Regions from separate parts of the Zea mays genome. Here region 2 is linked to region 1. Evidence: chromatin contacts called from public ChIA-PET data. All regions are on one chromosome and are shown on one strand. The core of a region is the stretch at or near the end of the contact, and the rest is flanking DNA. Distances in the headings are between cores, read along the strand shown.

Region 1 (4,615 bases), core at 283-2,782:
ACATGCTTCTCGCCTCATATGCCTTCTTCGTGCTGACTGGCACAATTGGTTTCTGCGCCTGCTTCTGGTTCACTAGGTTGATTTACTCTTCAGTGAAGATCGATTAGGTGCCAAGATGACAGAACAGCACATGTTTCAATGGAGTCAAGATAATTGTATGATTAATGTGGATTGGGGAATTACCCCCCCTCCTTTTTTTGAAGGTTTTCAGGAAAATTTTACTGTTTAGGATTTAGTTTACAGATGGTTTATGTTTTGTTATTGTCAGGTTATACACTTTAGTGATTTGGAACTGAAAAATATAAGGGTAAACACATTATGATGAGGCTGTACCTTGTGACAAATTTTTTTGTGGGGCTCTATATAAATTAAATTCATTGTGACAGGTATATGCTTGTACCGGTGAATTACTGTAGGGCTCCAAGACCAGTATGAAATCCACCGTTTGGATCCTGGAATTGAATAGTAAATTTAGATATAGATTAATTAAGCTAATATGGTTTTATGCAGAATATATTTGTATATTATTGTTGGTCACATGGGATAAATATTTATGTACTTCAGTTATACTATAGAGGAGTGAGCCGAGTTGTAAGTTACCGAGTAAAAAAATGTAGATTAGTGATACATAAAATCAATCTCCCTAGATTTATCTCTAAACTTTGGAAAGTGGTAGAATGCCAAATTCTAAACTAAATGACCTATATTATTAAGTAAATTCCAATTCAATAGCAATTGGCAAGAATGTAACCTCAGTTCCTTAGAGATCAGAGCTGGCGCTTTGACTTGCAAAAATCTTTGTTCCAGCAATGCTCATTTGTTGTGCTGTGAATCGAATGCTGGCATTTTAAAAGTTGAGTGTTATCATTAAGTCACTATGCCTGCTTGAGGTATTAGGCAGTAAGAGTTGGTTTGGTTTGATGATCAGAGAATTGGAGGACATCTATATGGGAGAAATCTCCTTGCTTAGGAATAGTGATTTCTATTTTCTCAAACTAAATTAGTTTGTTTTTTTGGGAAATAAAAATCCCAGAATGGAGTTCTCAACCCCATTTTTTTGCAAGTGATTTCAATTTTTTCCAGTAGAAATTAATTCATTTCTCTTAGAAAATTGAAAATCGCTTAAAAATGAGATTACTAAACTAGCTCTTAGCAAGGAGATTCTTCTCTCATGGATTTTCTCTAATTCTTTGATCACCAAATCAGCCATAATTAATCATCAAATTTCCCAACCTGATTTCGCCATTGGTGTACATGGGGAAATGAAATGAAAGGGTGCCATGGGATGGAGAAACCTGGGAAGTTGCTTCTCTCAGGCTCGGCAGATGCCTGCTGCATTGCTGTTTGCAGCAGTCCGTCACGTTCGAACTGACTCTCAGGGGCCTAGCCACTCGCCAGGGAACCAGTCATGGCGCGTATAAAGGGCTCAATTCCCGCCAAATCTGCTGAAATCCGTGGTGCCCCAACAAAAAAAGCGGGCCACACCCACACTCCGCAGCAAAACCATACTCGAGTCGGGCTCGGGGCTGACACTAGCGATATAATTGGTGCTGCTGCCGGGCTCCTGTGTCCTGTCTCCTTTCCTACGCGGCTACGCCGGTCCGCCCACTGACTGTACGACAGCACTTCCGCCGCAGTTCACTTGCTCTCTGCCTCCTCTTCGCTCTTCTGCTCACATAACCACGGCCGTCTCCCCAACGTGGTGCTCGCACCGCAGCCGCAATGTCGTGGCTCCTTGTCGCCGCGGTGCTTGCCGGCTTCGCGCTTGGTCCCTCCGCCGGCACGGACCACATCGTTGGGGCCAACCATGGGTGGAACCCCAACATCAACTACTCCCTCTGGTCCGGCAACCAGACCTTCTACGTCGGCGACCTCATCTGTAAGGCCCTCCTCATCCAAACAAGAAATTCTAGGCCCTTCTGGCTGCCGTATTAGATCCATTTCATTTCATAGCGAGGTGAGGCTCCCGTTGGAGCCCTGATTGCTGCTAACACCGCAATGTTGCTGTGCAGCGTTCCGGTATCAGAAGGGGACGCATAACGTGTTCGAGGTGAACGAGACGGGGTACGACAATTGCACCATGGCTGGGGTCGCCGGCAACTGGACCTCCGGCAAGGACTTCATCCCACTCCCCGCCGCCCGCCGCTACTACTTTGTCTGCGGCAACGGCTTCTGCCTGCAAGGCATGAAGGTCGCCATCACTGTCCACCCGCTCCCGCACAACGCTACCTCCAAGGGCTCCAGCAGCCATGCGGACACCGGCGCACAGGAAGAGGCCGCCGCGGCGGCGCTCGGGACCAGGAGCGCCGCGTGGCTGGCGACGCTCGCAGTCGCCGCAGCTGCAGTGGCTGCTTTCTGCTAGGAGCCTTATTCCATGCATTCACTGAACATTGTTCTAGTATTTTTGTTTTTGCTCCCATCTCATTCGGATCTTTCACTTTTCTGCAAGCAAATCTGCTTGAGAAGCTAAACTACCCTTCCGACAACTCATCAATGCATTTCACAAAAAAACCAATTTAAGCACCAACATGCCATGTATTACAGGTTGCGACGACTCTGAACACTAGAAAGAAGGAAGCAACAAACCCTATAAGAGATTGTCGAATAGAATCCCTTTTCTTATATACACCACCTCACTATCCTTTTTTGTCTATTATCCACCGGTTAGAGCTCCACAGCACGGTGTGCCACTCAACGCCTACTTCGGGGGGTAATCTGGGCCATCGACCTCGCTGTTCACAAAGGCAACTCAAATTCTGAAAGAATAACTTGGGATTTTACAACGCTGAGATTTCAAACGCTGCTAGTGTAGTAGCTTCAGTCAAAGGAAAGCTTACTTGGGCCGCATCCCTTCTGCAGTGGTAGCAGACTGCTCAGCGCTAGAAGTAGCAACAGCTAAAGCTGGTTTCTTGAATTGAACCACAATAACCGTCATGTTATCACATCCTTCGCCACCAGATGTAGGTGCCACACAGCGGTTGAGCAACTTCTCACACACACTAGATATCTTATCCTCCTGTTAAGTTATTAGGCGCATGAGGGAACAATTTAAAGTGTAAAGGTATCAAACACAACAGTGTGCTCCACTTACGGTCTTTAGCTGTTTATGTACAAAATCAACTACTTCTTGACTTGACATGCAATCCCTGTATGAAGAAAAAAATGTTCAGCAACGACAATACAATAAGCAGAGTAACAGCACTAGTGGGGTTCACCAATTGAATCTAAAATCAAAGCATGGATTCCAAAATTATCCATGGCAACATGGATACTTGTAACCAAAGTATCAGTTTCCAACCTAAAGACCAGGGATCTGCTTGTCTATCATGGATTAATTCTATTTGTGTGGAACCATCGATGCCTTATGCACTCAAACTGCAATGGAGCTCAAGAGTGTCCATCAGTCTCCTTTTTTCGGTGGGGGTCCAATATCGCGCGGCTCAATGCACAATATTTCGAACTCGAAAAGAACTATAGATTGCAACTTTATTTGACATGCCCACCGTGTCAATCTAACTATCTAGCTAATGTATGCAAAACAAATAAACATTTCCCAATTATAATTTTAATAGGAAGGGTGGGCCTGGTGTAGTGGTGAGAGCTATCTCACTAAGTCACTAGGTCACGGCTCACGGGTTCGAAGCAGTCTCTATGCATTTGAGGGGAAAGACTTGCCTCAGTTTATCCCTGCACCAAACTCGACTCATGTGGGAGCCTCTGGTACTAGGTTTGTCAATTAGAAATTCATTAATTGTATACAACATGGATACAACATACATATATCTATAAACAGTTTAGATATCAACAACTGCAAACCCTAGTGTGCTACTTCTAAGGAATTAGCTCAAATCCAAAATATGTGTGGCATCACAAATACAGATTAGATACGCAAGCTGATTACTCATTTGATACAGTATTTGTATGACAATTTGCAGGTGTTCTGCTTTACTTAGTTACATATCAGAAACTGCAAAGCCTGGTTTGTGAGTTACTCCCTCTGCCCTGAAATAGGGATTTTTAAGCTAATAAGTCCATGGTCAATAAGATGCTTTTGCCCGAAGAACATTAAGCACCCTTGGCCAGTTCATAATTGTGTATTCAGGATTTTCTATGATTGATTGAATGATAAACATCATCGAAATTGTTCATGTAGTATTCCACACACAGCCATGACAAAAGAGTGATTTCATTATCTCTTACCCAGAGTAATTATAATACATGAAAACTAAGGAAGCCAATTATGGCATCCTCTCTTCAAGGATGATGTACCTCATGTAGATAGTTTGTTTATTTTGGTAACACAACAAAAATGAATGCAAACAAATACTAGTAGAAGAAAACAATTGAGTTATATTAAATTTACATTCAGTAGAGAAATATAAAGCATACCAAATTCCATCACAAGCTAAAACAATGAATTCATCATCCTCCGAGAGCTGGACCTGATCAGAAGCCAAAGCAACCCTTAGTAAATTGTGTATTTGTGTTCAAGGTTTCAAGAAAAAATACTGATAGAAAGGGTCACCAAAACCCACTGTTTTCAATTCAGGTTCAGCTGTCACGATCTGCCTCTCCACTGGCAGGAGGTCATTTTGCTTCAGTTCCATGTCACCTA
Region 2 (4,889 bases), core at 1,506-4,005, 210 kb before region 1:
CGCCGGGTGACACCCTCACGGCCCGGGGCCAGCTGCGGCGCCGGTGCGGGAAGAGCACGCGTGGCGGGAGCATGCGGAGGAGGGGACGGTTGCGGCCGCTGCCGAGCAGGAGCAGGTGGCGCTCGGCCTGCAGCACCGAGGCCGCCATGTCGTGGAGCGAACTGCGAGCAAGGCTGCAAGGGGCGTAGACGCGTGATGTTTAGAATTCTGGAGAGCAGAGCGGCCACGAAAAAGTGTGCGCAATTGTTGGGCTGTGAACTCACTCTAGAGATTTTTACACAGCTTTCTATAGATTTGCGCGGCCGAGAGGACAGCACGAAGCCGAGAGCGTGTGGTGTGGTTACCGTCGCCGTGGGCCACAGCGCCACGGAACCGGGGCCCACGTGTCAGCTACCGGGACCTGCTTAGTGACGTCGCATGACCGCTGCCTGCCTCGTGTTGACGCGGATTGCATAGAAGATAAATTTGTCTCTAGCACATCAGCAAACTGCAAACAATGATTTTGTATGCATCGATTTAGTACAGCGTTCATTGTAATTTTTTAGTTTTATGTAACATATTGCTGACATTTTTAGTTTTTTTATACAAAATTTCATGTTTACGTTATTGGTGGGACTATATTATCGGAGTCGGCGTCTGTTCCTATGGCGTTAAGTTTACACGGACGCTGTAGGCAGAGCCGGGCCCTAGGCCAATCTCAATGTTTGGACTCTTATCGAAACTCAACTAGACACCTAAATGATTTCAATATTAGTAGATATCAAGAATGATCAAGTAATCTCCAACCATACAACTTCTTACGTCATAAACAACAACCCTGATCCAATGTAACAATTGAACCCTAAGTACAATAACAACATTATACCAGTAACAAAAATATAAACGGACTGATACATCCCAACGCAAAAGAGTTCAACATCATTCAGTTGTAGTTTGTGTTCAAGAACGGGTTCTTCTCGCTGTAGAATGGGTTTGTGAAACTGCTGGTGAGGCTTTCATTGACTTTCTTGCCTTTCACCGCAGAGTCCGGCTGGTGGCGAGAGAAGGCCCTCGGGTTGAAGTTGTCATCAAGGTCGATGTCCTCAAAGGTAGCCCAGCCCTCACTGCCAGTGATGTCCCTCTGCTTCTCCATCTCTTCGACGTGCTGCTTGAACCCTTCCTTAGCCGCGGTGATCACGCCATCCCCGTGCTGATCACACCATGCCCTGCAAAAAAAAATTGACACCATCTCAGTTATGAGAAATCATGTGCCTAATTTGGATGGTAGATGGCCCAGTGATCTACTTTGGGAAGTAGGACTTGAGGTCAGACTTGTCCACCGGAAGCTTTGTTGAGATGGCCTCCATCTGCTGATTCCTACAAAGCCAAGAGCCATCTCTGAACAACTGAAGATGGTCGAAAGAAAATACGTTGTCCGAGAACAGAGTGGATTACAACTTACGAGAAGTTCAAGTTCCGATTTGTAGATGATAGCTCAGCCTGAATCCTTGAGAGCTCTTTCTTTGTGTTCTCCACCAGAACCTTCAGTGATTCCAGATGCATATTGTAACTTCATCACTGCTACTCCTTAAAGCAAACTTATACAGGGTAAGAGGAATCAGCAATACACAGACAGTACCTTGTCACGCAGCAGCTCGGAAGCAGAGTCATTGTCCGTGTCCGAGTGCAGCCTCGTCTTGGCCCTCTTGGCATCCGGTCCAGAAGCAGCCATGGGGCTCGCCTCCAGCTGGCACTCGCTGTAAGATGAGCGCGGAGGAACATGCTGCGGCTGCTCACCGGTGGCTGCCGCCTCGCCACTGTTACAGGCACCGGCTTTCGTCCACTTCTTGATGCCATCGAACCCCCACGAGCTCTTCTTCTTACCTCTCACCGTCTCTTTCTCGACGACCCCTTCCTCCCCCGCAGGCTCCTTGTTCTCGGTGCCACTGCCGCCGCTGTGGAACATCCCTGCCAGATGCCTCCTCTTCCCTTTCTCGGCCTTCCCGGAGGGAACCGTTTCCGACGGCGAGCTCTCGGTCATGAAGACTGGCGCGTTGGTGGCGTTGTTATGGTCCACAGGGGCCAGCGGCGGCCTTGATGCGCTGCTGTTCACGTCCTGGTCCTTCTTGGATCTGCTCTTCCATGGCGTGACGAAGGCCTTGTGCTTCGGCTTGTCGGAGGCCGCCGCAGTGGCGGGAGGAGGCGGGTCACGGAGGTCGATCTCCGACCACTCCTCGGCCGAGACCTCCGCGTCGGGGCAGTCGACGATGACGCCGAACGCGGCGAGCCGCTGCACGAGGGGCGCCTTGGACGCGTTGTACTCCGCCGCGGAGACGCACTTGGCGTAGAGGAGCTCCTGGAGGAAGAGGAGCTTGTCCCGGAGCACAGCGGGCTGCTCGAGGTGCTGCGGCGGCGCGACGAGCGCCGCGAGCATGGTTCCGCGGAAGGCGGCAACGTCGGAGGCCGGAGCGATGCCCTCGCGGTGGAGCGCGGCGAGGTGGAGGATGCGGTGGAAGGACTCCTGCTGCCACTTGAGCTGCTCGGCGTGGCGCCGCGCGGCGGCCTGGTCGGCGGTGAGCCGCCGGCCCACGCGGAAGGAGGGCAGGATGGACTTGCAGAGCGACGCGATGGTGTCCTGCAGGCCCGAGTAGTATGTCGGAGTGTACGTGTACCCCATCGCCGCAGAGCTTACTGCCGATGCTGCTTCTTTGGCGATCTCTGGAGAAGCTGAGCAGGGGACTAGGGGAGCGTTTAGAACGGTGGTTTGGTGGGAGAGCTCCGCTCCCTCTGGACTCTGGTTTTGTTTGCCTTTTGTCCCAACGGCTGCGGGGGCCGGAACTAGCCGTTGCGGGGAGGGTTGGATCTGCAGGTGGGCCCCGCTTGGCAGTGAGGTCGTAAGCACACACCCTCATGCCTGTCCGGCTGGCACTGGCAGCTTCCCCTTGCATATGCGACTTTTGGATTGACGTTCATGTGCTGAGAGGGCTGAGGCTCTTCTCAAATCTGAACCCTCGCCCCGCTTACTCCAACCGTTGCAGGCCCTTTTGACACTGGAAGTCCAAATTTACAAGAGCAAACTACTCTAGCACGCACGTAGCAACTCCATGGAAATCCAAAATGAACATATTTGGCATTGCAAAAAAAAAAAAACCAACGGGGGAGAATTTAAAAGATACACCGCTGACAGCAATATTATCATGAAGAAATGATAATTTGATAATGCAGTAGGATATTCAGATCATCAATTTCCAAGAGCGCTGAGCTATCTAAACAGACCATCAGCCGTTAGATTCGTTCATAGTTCAGGGAGTAACCGTGGTTACATGGGCAGGGCGTCTACAAGTCGAGAGAGAGTTCATAGATTTGGGCGCGCCAATTAATGATTAGTATGACTTGTTGTGGATAGATACAGAATACAGAATAGTAATAGAAAACATGTTATCAGGTGCATATTTGCACCAAATCCCTCAATCCAGTTATGAAAAATTAAAAAATTTCCCAGAGAAGAGGCAACACAGAAACTTATTTCGTTGTGGGTTGGCACAAGTTGGCTACATCAATTTAACAGCAGTATCCCGGTCCAAAAAAAAGTTAACAGAAGTAACCTACTGAAATTACACAGGTAGACCATCGGCAAATTGCTCTATTCATTTGACAGTCTTGTTGGACCACATGTATTCCGTTTTTCTTTCAGAAATCAAACTACAGACACTAGATAGGTTAAAACCCAAAAGCAAGCTTCAATTTTACAGAATAGGAGCTGCAACTGTAGGTATAAACTTAACCAACAAAGGTACTTGCACTTGGCTTTTCATTTTTCTTAGGCGTCACTGCTAGCTCATCATCATCGACCCACCCAACAATATGGCCTTTAACTTAGAACTCATTTGTATTGGAATCACCCATATTACCTGCTGTGTGGCTTCTTATTCTACTGAAATGGTTTCATCTTCACTCTTCAACCACCGGAGCAGTTCCATCTTCTCCTTGCTTGTTTGCCACGTAGTAGTGCAAGAATCCGGCGAGCTCGTCTTCCACCTCCCTGTCCGTCAAGAACTTGGTCAGCGCTTCCCTCTCCACAGCCCCCAGTTTCCTGTAGACCAACCACACAAACGTCAGGAAACGAACGAGTAAACTGCTGGGACACACAGCTCACTGCATCTCGCCGTGATCCATACTCGAAATCGCGCCCGCCACGATCAACACCACTGCTGCCCGGCGCTACCGCCATGTCAGTATTCAGACCAAAGAAGGTGAGGCTCAGAAGGGAAAGCAGGCTGCGGAATTGGGCCGGCGTGTACGTAAACCCAATACGCGGTATCCTGAAGATGTCTGGTCCAGTTAGAGGCCCATGATTGGTAACAGCAATTAATAGCAAATATAAAGCATGCTTGGCTGTAACAGAGGAGATTAAGAAATAACAGAAGAACATCATACCCGTCTCTCTTTCTTCTACCTCGCATCTTTCTCTCTTCTTCTAGATAGCTGTAGTAGCAATAGGTCTGTAACAATTGGTATCAGACTTTGTTGATCCTGCGGGGAGTCTCTGCGCCACGAGTTCTGATGACGGGTGTGGCCGATTCGGTCGTAGCAGATGCGTTGGATGCTCAGGCAAAGACCATGGCGACACAAGCCCAGTTGCTGCAACAAATCTGCGACCGTCTGGATGCCCAGGATCGTCACTGGGAAGCGCTCGAACGCTCAGTCGCTCGCAATTCTACATCCATCAGCATCCTGACCAGGCAGCTTCAGGAGAAGGATGTTGCCCATGCAGAGTTGTCCAAGTCGTTGTCGATGCAGTTCGACACGAAGGCAGCCGAGTTCCAGTCCAGAACATTGGAACGAATCGACGAGGTGGATGGCGCGCTTTCCAAGCGTGTCGCAGTGCTTGAGTCATGGAGGCCTTTCGT

The links. ChIA-PET counts read pairs in DNA pulled down with a chosen protein or histone mark.
Region 2: an RNA polymerase II ChIA-PET map of seedling shows a contact between it and region 1, with 5 times the contacts expected there. The contact joins the promoter of LOC100276553 here to the promoter of LOC100283139 in region 1. A contact is called at or near these places in 12 of 25 Hi-C or Micro-C datasets (bundle sheath, ear, endosperm and 5 more) and 2 of 3 datasets of contacts at active chromatin or transcription factors (leaf and seedling).

What each region holds. Positions count from the first base shown.
Region 1 is chr7:151,902,144-151,906,758 of Zm-B73-REFERENCE-NAM-5.0, reverse strand. It overlaps LOC100283139 (blue copper protein), which reads left to right and starts at 1,532. Exons shown (of 2, transcript NM_001156041.2): 1 at 1,532-1,879; 2 at 2,013-2,607. The coding sequence starts at 1,723. The coding sequence ends at 2,362. It overlaps LOC100382283 (putative protein phosphatase 2C 21), which reads right to left. Exons shown (of 11, transcript NM_001175033.1): 8 at 4,536-4,612; 9 at 4,390-4,442; 10 at 3,092-3,146; 11 at 2,502-2,999. The coding sequence ends at 2,991. LOC100285422 (transmembrane 9 superfamily protein member 4) reads left to right here. Exons shown (of 7, transcript NM_001158315.2): 7 at 1-388. The coding sequence ends at 107.
Region 2 is chr7:152,116,313-152,121,201 of Zm-B73-REFERENCE-NAM-5.0, reverse strand. It overlaps LOC100276553, which reads right to left and starts at 2,755. Exons shown (of 5, transcript NM_001150314.2): 1 at 1,619-2,755; 2 at 1,442-1,521; 3 at 1,285-1,356; 4 at 925-1,205; 5 at 749-922. The coding sequence starts at 2,656. The coding sequence ends at 925. It overlaps LOC103633127 (probable anion transporter 5, chloroplastic), which reads right to left and starts at 524. Exons shown (of 15, transcript XM_008654806.4): 1 at 1-524. The coding sequence starts at 148.